Regions from separate parts of the Hordeum vulgare genome. Here region 2 is linked to region 1. A link is a contact called in public Hi-C data. All regions are on one chromosome and are shown on one strand. The core of a region is the stretch at or near the end of the contact, and the rest is flanking DNA. Distances in the headings are between cores, read along the strand shown. Region 1 holds the start of LOC123449100 (J domain-containing protein spf31). Region 2 has its middle 15 kb from the start of LOC123446675.

The links. Hi-C and Micro-C count contacts between places; a contact is called where the count stands out from the background.
Region 2: a contact with region 1 is called in a Hi-C map of leaf, with 3 times the contacts expected there. The contact joins the enhancer-like site here to the promoter of LOC123449100 in region 1. A contact is called at or near these places in 3 of 6 Hi-C or Micro-C datasets (leaf and seedling).

Annotation. Positions count from the first base shown.
Region 1 is chr4H:490,796,298-490,801,046 of MorexV3_pseudomolecules_assembly, reverse strand. It overlaps LOC123449100 (J domain-containing protein spf31), which reads left to right and starts at 1,984. Exons shown (of 9, transcript XM_045126187.1): 1 at 1,984-2,173; 2 at 3,712-3,802; 3 at 3,918-3,978. The coding sequence starts at 2,085.
Region 2 is chr4H:491,532,731-491,537,479 of MorexV3_pseudomolecules_assembly, reverse strand. No RefSeq gene overlaps it. Among protein-coding and RNA genes, the nearest start is that of LOC123446675, 15 kb to the left of the region's middle. Within about 2 kb of position 2,324, at least 3 of the 3 cell types and tissues checked have open chromatin away from gene starts, as enhancers often do. A contact at or near this core is called in leaf and seedling, where this site is marked.

The DNA of each region.
Region 1 (4,749 bases), core at 735-3,234:
TATAGGAAACTCTTTAGTCCCGGTTTGTATAATGAACCGGGACTAAAGGTCCACATATAGCCCCTGTTGGTGATAAAAACCGGGACTAAAGGTGCTAGTGGGGGGCCCAGCCTGACGGAACACTGCCACCACCCCTTTAGTCCTGGTTTGTGTCACAAACCGGGATATAGGTCCAAATAAAACTGGGACTAATGATGGCCGTGCCCACCGACGGCTCCTAGCCGTTGGAACCGGAACTAATGGTCATATTAGTCCCGGTTCAAAATCAAACCGGGACTAAAGGGTCAAACGAAAAGCCTGTTTTCTACTAGTGATTCTGGGTGCCATGCTTTCCTTTTCAAGTGTAATTTCCTCGTCCCCATTCTACTTTTTTATACATTTTTTTCCTATAATGTCAAACCATGTATATTAATAAACCTATTGCATAGTTTGTCTTGATGGTAGTATATAAACGACTACTTTTTTTTGTGGAGGAATATAATAAGTGACTACTTGATAGAGCCAAGATCAAGTGCTTATGCCTCAAAAGTATTGCTTACGCGTTTCTTCATTAACACAGGTGGCTAAAAAAATGTGGTAGACTTGTGGCCCTCACGATTGTGCAGGGTATGCTGTCATAAGATGTTGAGTATCTCGCTTATCGCATATGCTGTGGTGGATCCTGCTGGTGTGAAAGATGCACTACCAAAACATGGAGCAGCAAGACCGGTAGCTATCATCCTCGCGACACCATCGCTGGTGCAACACCTACGTTATCCCTCTGATAATAAATCATGGGTACTCAAGAGTCAAGATGTTTTTTCAGGGATGCTAGATGCTAAAGATTAATTTTAGCATTTGTGTCATATGGCCGGTGCAAAGCACATTCCTATTCAGTGATGAATCATGATAAATTTGCTTGGGTGCATGTTTTTCCTTTTTGAGTGCATGGTCTTGACCTGCCCATATTTCCTTACGTGATATGAATTTGGGCGAGTCCATTCTGGACTTGGTCTTGACGTGCTATATGACCTTCCCACATTTGTTTACGTGATATAAATTTGAGCGTGTCCATGCTGGACTCGGTTTTATACATGTCAACTACTTCCTCCGTTCCTAAATATAAGTCTTTCTGAAGATTTCACTAATAGGCTATATACGGATGTATACAGACATATTTTAAAGTGTAGATTATTCATTTTGCTCCGTATGTAGACTCCTAATAAAATCTCTTAAAAAACTTATATTTAAGAATGATAAGACTTTTTGTACATGGTTAATATTGTGCGTACCCTTTTCAATTTGCATCCATTATCAACCGTTCTGATTAAAATCAAAGTGTTAAATATTGTTAGCCTACGTTGTTTGTCTTTTGTTTCAACAATATAAGAGTTTTTTTAATTGTATAAGGTAGTTCTATTATTTATCCATCTAATAAGAGTACAAAATAAAGCCGAATTTAACTATTTATAAATGTTACATGGATTTTATTTTAAAACCAAAATTCTATCCCTTTTCCCTTATTTTATCATTTCATATATAAAATTGATTACTTATTGAGAAATGTTTGCCGTCGGCCGATCCCTAGGGCTCGTCCGCCGTCTATTTGTCCGTCGTCGCCCCTATTATTATTAGGTAAAGATATAACATATATATATATAAATAGTATAAATAAGGTAAATATAAAGATTTATAAATAAAAAAAATAAAGCAAAAAACGAAAACAAAATTGTGAAGAAAAAACCGGGGGGGGGGGGGGGCGGGGGAGAAAGAAAAAACTTACATCTCGTGAGCTTGACGACAGCATGGCGTAGCACGTAGTTACTGGGCCAGCCCAGTGCCAGCCTCTTTTTGGCAAACGGCGGGCGGCACCCGATGAGATCTGGCCCATAAAGCCGAAACGCGCAGGCTGGATTGGAGTCGAGCGTCCCTGTGGGCTGCGCCCTTGGGAGCCCAACAAATCCGCACCGTCCCTTCTCTCTCTCCCTGTCCCTCTCTCGCGGCCGGCTCGTGTCTCGTGCCTCCGACGCAACGCGCTCTCGTCTTGCTCCCAGAGCTGGAGCCCACCCGAGCCGCGACACCCTTCTCCTCCTCCCCGCACACCCATGGGGTCGTCGGAGGCCGACGACGACCAGCTCCTCAAGAGTTTCTTGGCCGAGGTCAGCGAGGCCGAGCGCGACAACGAAGTCCTCAGGTTCCCCTCGCTCCCCACCTCCCAATCCCCCATCTCCCCGAGCGTTATCATTTCCCTTCTGGCACAACCTAGCTTCAGATCCCCTGTAGGGCCATCGGTTTCGCGCAATTCGTGGCCAATCCTGCGACGCAGTAGTTGTAGCCGCAGCTCGCTGCTGAATTTTGGGTCGGCGCCGGGCGGTCCGCTCGGGTTCGCGCGAACCCTAGGTCGAAGTCGTCCGGTTCGCTCACTCGTTCTCAGTTGTGTACTCCATGTGCTCGAACCACGAGTCGTCTCATCAAATAGGTCTCTACGTAACCTGGAATTTGATGCCCCCCCCTTGTGCAAATCGGTTGTTTGGGGAAATTTCCGCTTTTGCTACTTTGGTGGTGATGAGAGATACTATGATCCTTTGCTGCTTCTAAGATGCTAGTTCTTTGCTTTCTTGTAGTTTAGTATTTTATATGTTAGGTTGTACACACGCGGCACGGTAATGACATCTAGAGCCTTTCTGATATTGCACGCACCATGCCATGACTGGCATATATAGAACCTCTTGTGATGTACTACTCCCTCCATAAAGAAATATAAGAGCGTTTAGATCAGTAGTGATCTAAACGCTCTTATATTTCTTTACAGAGGTAGTATTTACTTGAACCGAGATGATAAGTCTGGATTCAAGAAGGACTAGCTCTTGCACTATGTTTGTGCCTTGGGCTGTGCTATGTTTGAGACCAATTTTGGTCAAGGTTTTGCTTGTTCATGATTTGGCCAATGCTGGGAAGGAAAATGAACCAGAATAGGCAAGGTGGCATGGGCATATGCCAAAAATTTGACAGCCATACAAACAAAACAAGGACGGAAGTTTTACCCACAACCAAAATATTCGTACGGTTTCTTCTTTGGCACCAACCAAAGGTACCTATGTCTTCCTGTGTAGCTTATGATGTCCAATGGACCCCGGCAGACAGATTGTTATGCTATTGGCTTCGAAGCCGGTTAAACATGGTCGGTGACTACTGACTAGGGAGGCATACTGTGCAACTAGCATGCTTTATTTTTTGGAATGACACACGATAGTTGCGTACATGTTTTATTTTTTTGGAATGACGCACGATAGATGATCAGTGAGATCTCTGACAGCACAAAACTGAATATTTGCCAATGCCATTTCAGCTTTATTTTAGTTGTACTTCCTCCTTTTGTCCTTTTCCTGATTTTAGATGTTATTTTAGTCTGTAGAAGGTATGCAGCTGACCATAGTAGCTGAATTTAATCATCCTATATAATCTCAGCTTATTTAAAGCTCCTTCACATCTAGATTACTCCTTTTCTATTGGAAGACTATACATAAATTATTGAGGGAGATCTATGCTGCAAGGAAACTTATGAATGCACCTTGAAATTATAGTGACTTGTATGTTAAAAAATGAGAAGTTCAACATGACATGTATCAAACAGGCGTATTATTCAGTTGATAAATAATAAACAAAAGCATCCAGGTTATTTCCGTGTTCTTGATTTTACGTTCCGTTTCTAACACATTCTAATCCTGTCAGGATACTCGGTTGCTTCAAGTTAAACCCTTTTGAGCATCTTAAGTTGTCTTTTGATTCTTCTGTGGATGAGGTGAAGAAGCAATATAGGAAGGTAAGAGAACATGGATTTAACATTGAACTACAGTGTTAGTTCTAGTCCTCCCCCCCCCCCCCCCCCCCCACCCCACTGCCGGCTAATTGTTGTCGCTTTCTTGTACCTTTTGCAGTTGTCACTGTTGGTCCATCCTGACAAGTGCAAGCATCCACAAGCACAGGAAGCTTTTGGAGGTATGTAAACTGTCTAATCATGACCACGTGGAGCATATGAGATGGTAATAGTGATACATAATCATATCAGTTTAGGAGACGGTACCAAGATCAAGAACAAGATGAATGTCATAAACAAGATCATGCCATGTCAAAACAAATAGTTTCATATGATTTTATGTATATATTTATGGGAGAGGGACGTACCAAGATCACGACATGCTATGAAAAAAACTGGAAAAATCTTTAATTTTACTGGCCTCAACAGCAAGCCCGGAAGTTTTAGAAGAGGTATCTGCCCGGCCTTAAACTGAGGCCCTTACAAGCTACCGAAGGTCCAACAAAGTCATGGGCCTACAAATAAAGCGCTAGGAAGTAAAGATACGAGGAATACAAGGCATCAGCCCACAAGCGCGACGCAGCACGATATGAAGCAAAGCTAAGCTATCGAGGTAGCCAGGGGCAGCCTCCTGCCGGTGATGTCCCCTATGATGTCCTGCGTAGATCAGTGCATCTTGCTCGCACCCTTGAGACGAGCTCCTCCACGTGCCCTCTGTCCGTAGTTCTTGCCAGAAGCCTCCATAACTGCAGGAAAGACACAAGTTTGTATAGAAGATCAGCCGGTTGTCGGATAAATTGCCCCTCTATTAGTGCCTTGTTTCTAGTGGTCCATAATGCCCACGCGATGGCTCCAAAACCAAGCCACGCCATCCTCCTATCTCTCCCCACCGTAGTATTAACTAAACGATATAAATCCGAGAATCCACTCGGGTTCCACGCGCAACCAGTTAC
Region 2 (4,749 bases), core at 1,075-3,574, 740 kb before region 1:
CACATCGCCTTCTGCATCTGGTGAGTATCGTAGCTAGGTGACAGTAGATTATGAAGTGGGCTTATCCGCAGTGTGATAATCTGTCAGAAAGAATCGATCATAATATGATTATACTTGTGATTGCTGCATTATAAAGAACAGAAAAAATAGACAAACCAGGTGATATGGCCACGGGTGTGTGTGTTCCGTTTAGAATAGGAGTTGTAGCTTTCTTACGGTCCCTTGCCTCACGTCTCCTTTTTAATATCCCATCCCGTTTAGTGCATACCTCTTCCTTCCCCTTTATCTCTTCATTTTTTGGATCTTCTTTTTGACCTACCAGAACAAAATCTTCAGAGACTGCAAGGTGCAAGGTCCAAGTAGGTAAGAATTGGTGATATAGTATTTATTTATTTAAATTGCCGTTGTTCGTTAGGTCCTCAAAGGGAGTCTGTGTCCCAATATGCTGAGAGGATGCCATATGCAACACAACACTTCTTCAATTCTGTTTGTTAGTAACTTAATTTATCAACAACTCGGTTTGTCAGGAACTCAATTTGTCATGTACAAAAAAACAAATATCAATATTATTGTGTCAAGATTATTGTTTTCAATGAATTTATTTCCATGAAAGTTTTGCAAGGAGCATTTTCCAATCCTCGAGGTCTATAGTAGGAAAGTACTTTACTTTGTTTTTTCAATCTAAATTGGCTATTGAAGGGTTCTCATAAACTATATTTTTCTATGCAACTCCATGGTCGACAGGCAGTTTGAACAAGATCTGTATCGACTGAAATACATGCATCTTCTATATGGTGTCATATAGTCATAGTGTTTTCAAAAACAAGGATTGGTATTAAACATGTTGTTATTTTTGTCTTATTCACACTAATGTTGCGGTGCATAAACCACTTGGCGAGAAATAACTAACCAGGAATCTTAATGTGCTTGTCTACTTAATTCTTTAATAAAACAGGCGTGTTGTGACATGGTGTCCTGTATAGGTAACAAATTATATAGTAGACCATGATTTATCAGATTACACAAATCGACAGTGTCATTGTGACAATTTCCTTTATTTTCTGATCATAAGGTGTGCAAAATGCAATGATGTAATCTACGCAGGGACAAGGCTATAAGTACGCCTATTATCCTTGAGACGGTTAGGCCACCATGGCTAGGACCGTGTGGACACCACAGCTAGGGCAACACACGATGATGGATTGATGTGTCCTCGAGACGTCGGCCAATAGGGCGAGGAGTGTAGGCCAGAGCTAAGGCAACTCTCTAGGAAGGGCCGGGGTGCCTCGAGACGGCACATCCACCGGGGCGAGGACGTCACGTAAACCAGGGGCGAGGACAATGGGGCGAGGCGGTTCGTGGCGGGTGGTGGCGTTGACCTACTTAGCGAGATCAGATGATGATTATATTTTTTTTTTCTGGAGGTAGCATCCTTGGGTTGTTTAGCACGACGTGTGTGGGCTGTGCCAACATAACATTAGATTTGAATCGTTGATTTGATTGGCAGATGTTTGATTTATTTTGGACAGTTGGATGCTATTAAGTTAGTTTGATCGGACATGCCTCGTTATCCTGTTTGTACTATGTGGTGTTGTATAGGGTAATTTAAGTTTGCTTTTTCATAGTAGTGAATGGGAAATGAATTTTTTCTTTGAAAAAATCACAAATTTAAAAATAGTTCACAATTTTTTAGGAAAACGTTCATGGATTTGAAAGAATTTCATCTAGTTCGAAAAAAGTTCATGAATTCCAAGCAAGTCTACCAAGCTTTGAAAAAAGGTTCACGGATTTAAACAAATCATCACGTTTCATGAAAAAGTTCACAAATTCGAACAAAGTTTAACATTAAGAATCACAAAATTCATTTTTTATGAATTTGGGAAAATTTCACCTAATTTGAAGAAGAAAATCACGGATTTGAAAACAGTTCATGAATTCTCAGAAAGTTTATCAATTTTGAAAATAGTTCACAAATAAAAAAAAACATGATTTCAAAGAAAAGTTTACGAATATCAGAAGGTCATAGATTTTGATAAAAAAAAGGCAAAGAAGAAAGCAAGTAAAAACCATCCAGAAAGCCAAAGAAATAAAAATATGAAATATAAAAATAAAAGGAAGAAGAAGGAAAAATAAAAAAAAGAGTTAAAAACCAAACAAAAAAGTACGATAAAACTCCATCGAAAGCTTGTAGAAGCTTCCCCAAACATGCCCGGAAGTTTCCCAAAACTGGCGAATAAACTACCAAGGAAACCTCCTATTGGACCGACCAACGCAACATCGGTGAGGTGAGGAGGGTGTGCGCCGCGTACAATAACATAATTAACCAAGAGCTCCTACCTACCGCTCATTATGGCAGGGACTTCCTGTGACGCACAGGGCGGGCGCCCTGTCTGGGCCGGTCCAATTTTGTTTCTTTTTTTCTTTTACTTTTTACTTTTTTGTTACTTTTTCCGTTTCTGTTTATTTCCTTTTTTGGTTTATTTTATCTTTCCTTTTTCCTTTTGTTTTTTTATTTGAAGCAAAAATATTTTTTCAATTTGAAGAACAATTTTCAAGAACTGTGAACAAATTTGGAAGGGTGAACAATTTTTTACAACACGAACATTTTTGAAATTTCATAAATAAATTATGAAACCGGGAACAACTTTGAAAAATTGTGAACTAATTTGGAAGCGCGAACAATTATTTAAAGCATGAACATTTTTTCAATCTTGAGAACAAAATTTTTAAAAATAGAATAATTTTGAAAAAACCCCAAACAAATTTGATAACACGAAGAAATTTTAAAGCATTTTTCTTAAATTTAAGAACAAAGTTTGAAAATCATGCATAAATTTGGAAGCGCTAACAATTTTGTAAAGCACAAACATTTTTGAACCTTTAGAACAAAATTTGAAACGGAGAACAATTTTGAAAAACCCGAACAAATTTTTAAAGCATGATTTTTTTGAATTTTGAGAACAAATTTTGAAATCAAGAACAATTTTGAAAAATCTGAACAAATTTGGAAGGCTAACAATTTTTTAAAGCACAAACAAATTTGGAAAGGTGAATATTTTTGCGAATAAATTTTGAAACGGAGAACTAATTTGAATCTTAAGGACCGGTTCACAAAAGAAACATAAAAGAGTAAAAGAAATGAAAAGAATAAAAAACTGATTCATTAACCGTCTATAAGTTTTCTAAAGCCGGAAAAAACGGTTAGGAACCTAGATGGTTCCCAAAATTGGAAAAAAAACTGGCTGGGAACCTAGATGGTTCCCAAAACCAGGGCTGCAACCCCGCTAAATGGTCCATCCCATTTGAGATCAATCCCGCTCCAGCTCTGTGTGAAGCCCTGACACCGCTTCACACAGAGGCGAATAGGGTTTTCCCTCCTACCTAGCATTCTTTGGGACGGGAACTCCTGTGCCACACAGAGGGGAGTCCCGACTCGCCCGACCGAGCTTTGTTTCTTTTTTTCTGTTATTTTATTCCTTTCCAGTTTATTTCCTTTTGTGGTTCATTTTATCTTTATTTTTTCTTTTTCTTTTTGTATTTGAAGTAAAAGCATTTTTCAAAATTGAAGGACAATTTTGAAAAGTTGTGAACAAATTTGGAAGCCCAATTTTTTTAAAGAATGAATATTTTTTGAATCTATGTACAAAATTTTGAAAAGGAGATTAATTTTGAAAACCCTAATTTTTTTTGAAAACACGAACAATTTTTAATGCACAAACATTTTTAAAATTTTGAGAATAAATTTCAAATTTCAAAATTTTTGAAAAATCATGAACAAATTTGGAAGCGCGAACAATTTTTTGAAGTTCAAACATTTTTTGAAACTTGAGAACAAAATTTTAAAAAGAGAATAATTTTGAAAAACCCCGAACAAATTTGAAACCGCAAAGAAACCAAGAACATTTTAAAGCATGAACATTTTTCTAATTTTGAGAACCAAATTTGAAACCAAGAACAATTTTGAAAAATCATGACAATTTGGAAGCGCGAACAATTTCTTAAAGCCCGAATATTTTTTGAACCTTGAGAACAAAATTTTGAAACAGAGAACAATTTTGAAAAAGCCCAAAGAAATTTGGAAGCGCGAACAGTTTTAACCATTTTGAAAAACAAAGAGCAAATTTGAAAGCAAGGACAAAAACAGTATGAACTTTTTCGAATCTTGAGAACAAATTTTAAAACGAGAATTTTTTTGAAAAATTGTAAACAAATTTGGAAGTGCAAAGTTTTCTAAAACATTTGTCAAACATTTTTAAATTGAAAACAATTTTTAAAATCCAGAGCAATTGTCAAACATTTTCGAATTTGAAGAACAATTTCTGAAAAATCCAGAACATATTTATAAAATACTGAACAGTTTTTTCAAAATATAGAACATTTTTTGAAAAACCCAGCACATTTTTAAAAAAAGTAAAAACATTTTTCGACTTTGATGAACAATTTTTGAAAATCCTAAACATTTTTGGAATTTATGAATGAAGTTTGAAAAGCGATAACTTTTTTAAATTTGGAACATTTTATTAAAGTTGGAATATTTTTTGAAATTTAAGAACATTTGTTGAAAATCCGGAACATTTTTTAAAAATCCAAAACATTTTCTGAAACATAAACAGAAAAGAAAAAAAGAAATAGAAAAAAAGAAGAAAAAAAGAAACAAAAAAAAGCCGCTTGAAGAAACCTCCTAGAAGTTTCCCGAAAGCAGAAAAAACCGACTGAAACCTCTAGAAGGTTCCCAAAACCAGTTGGGCG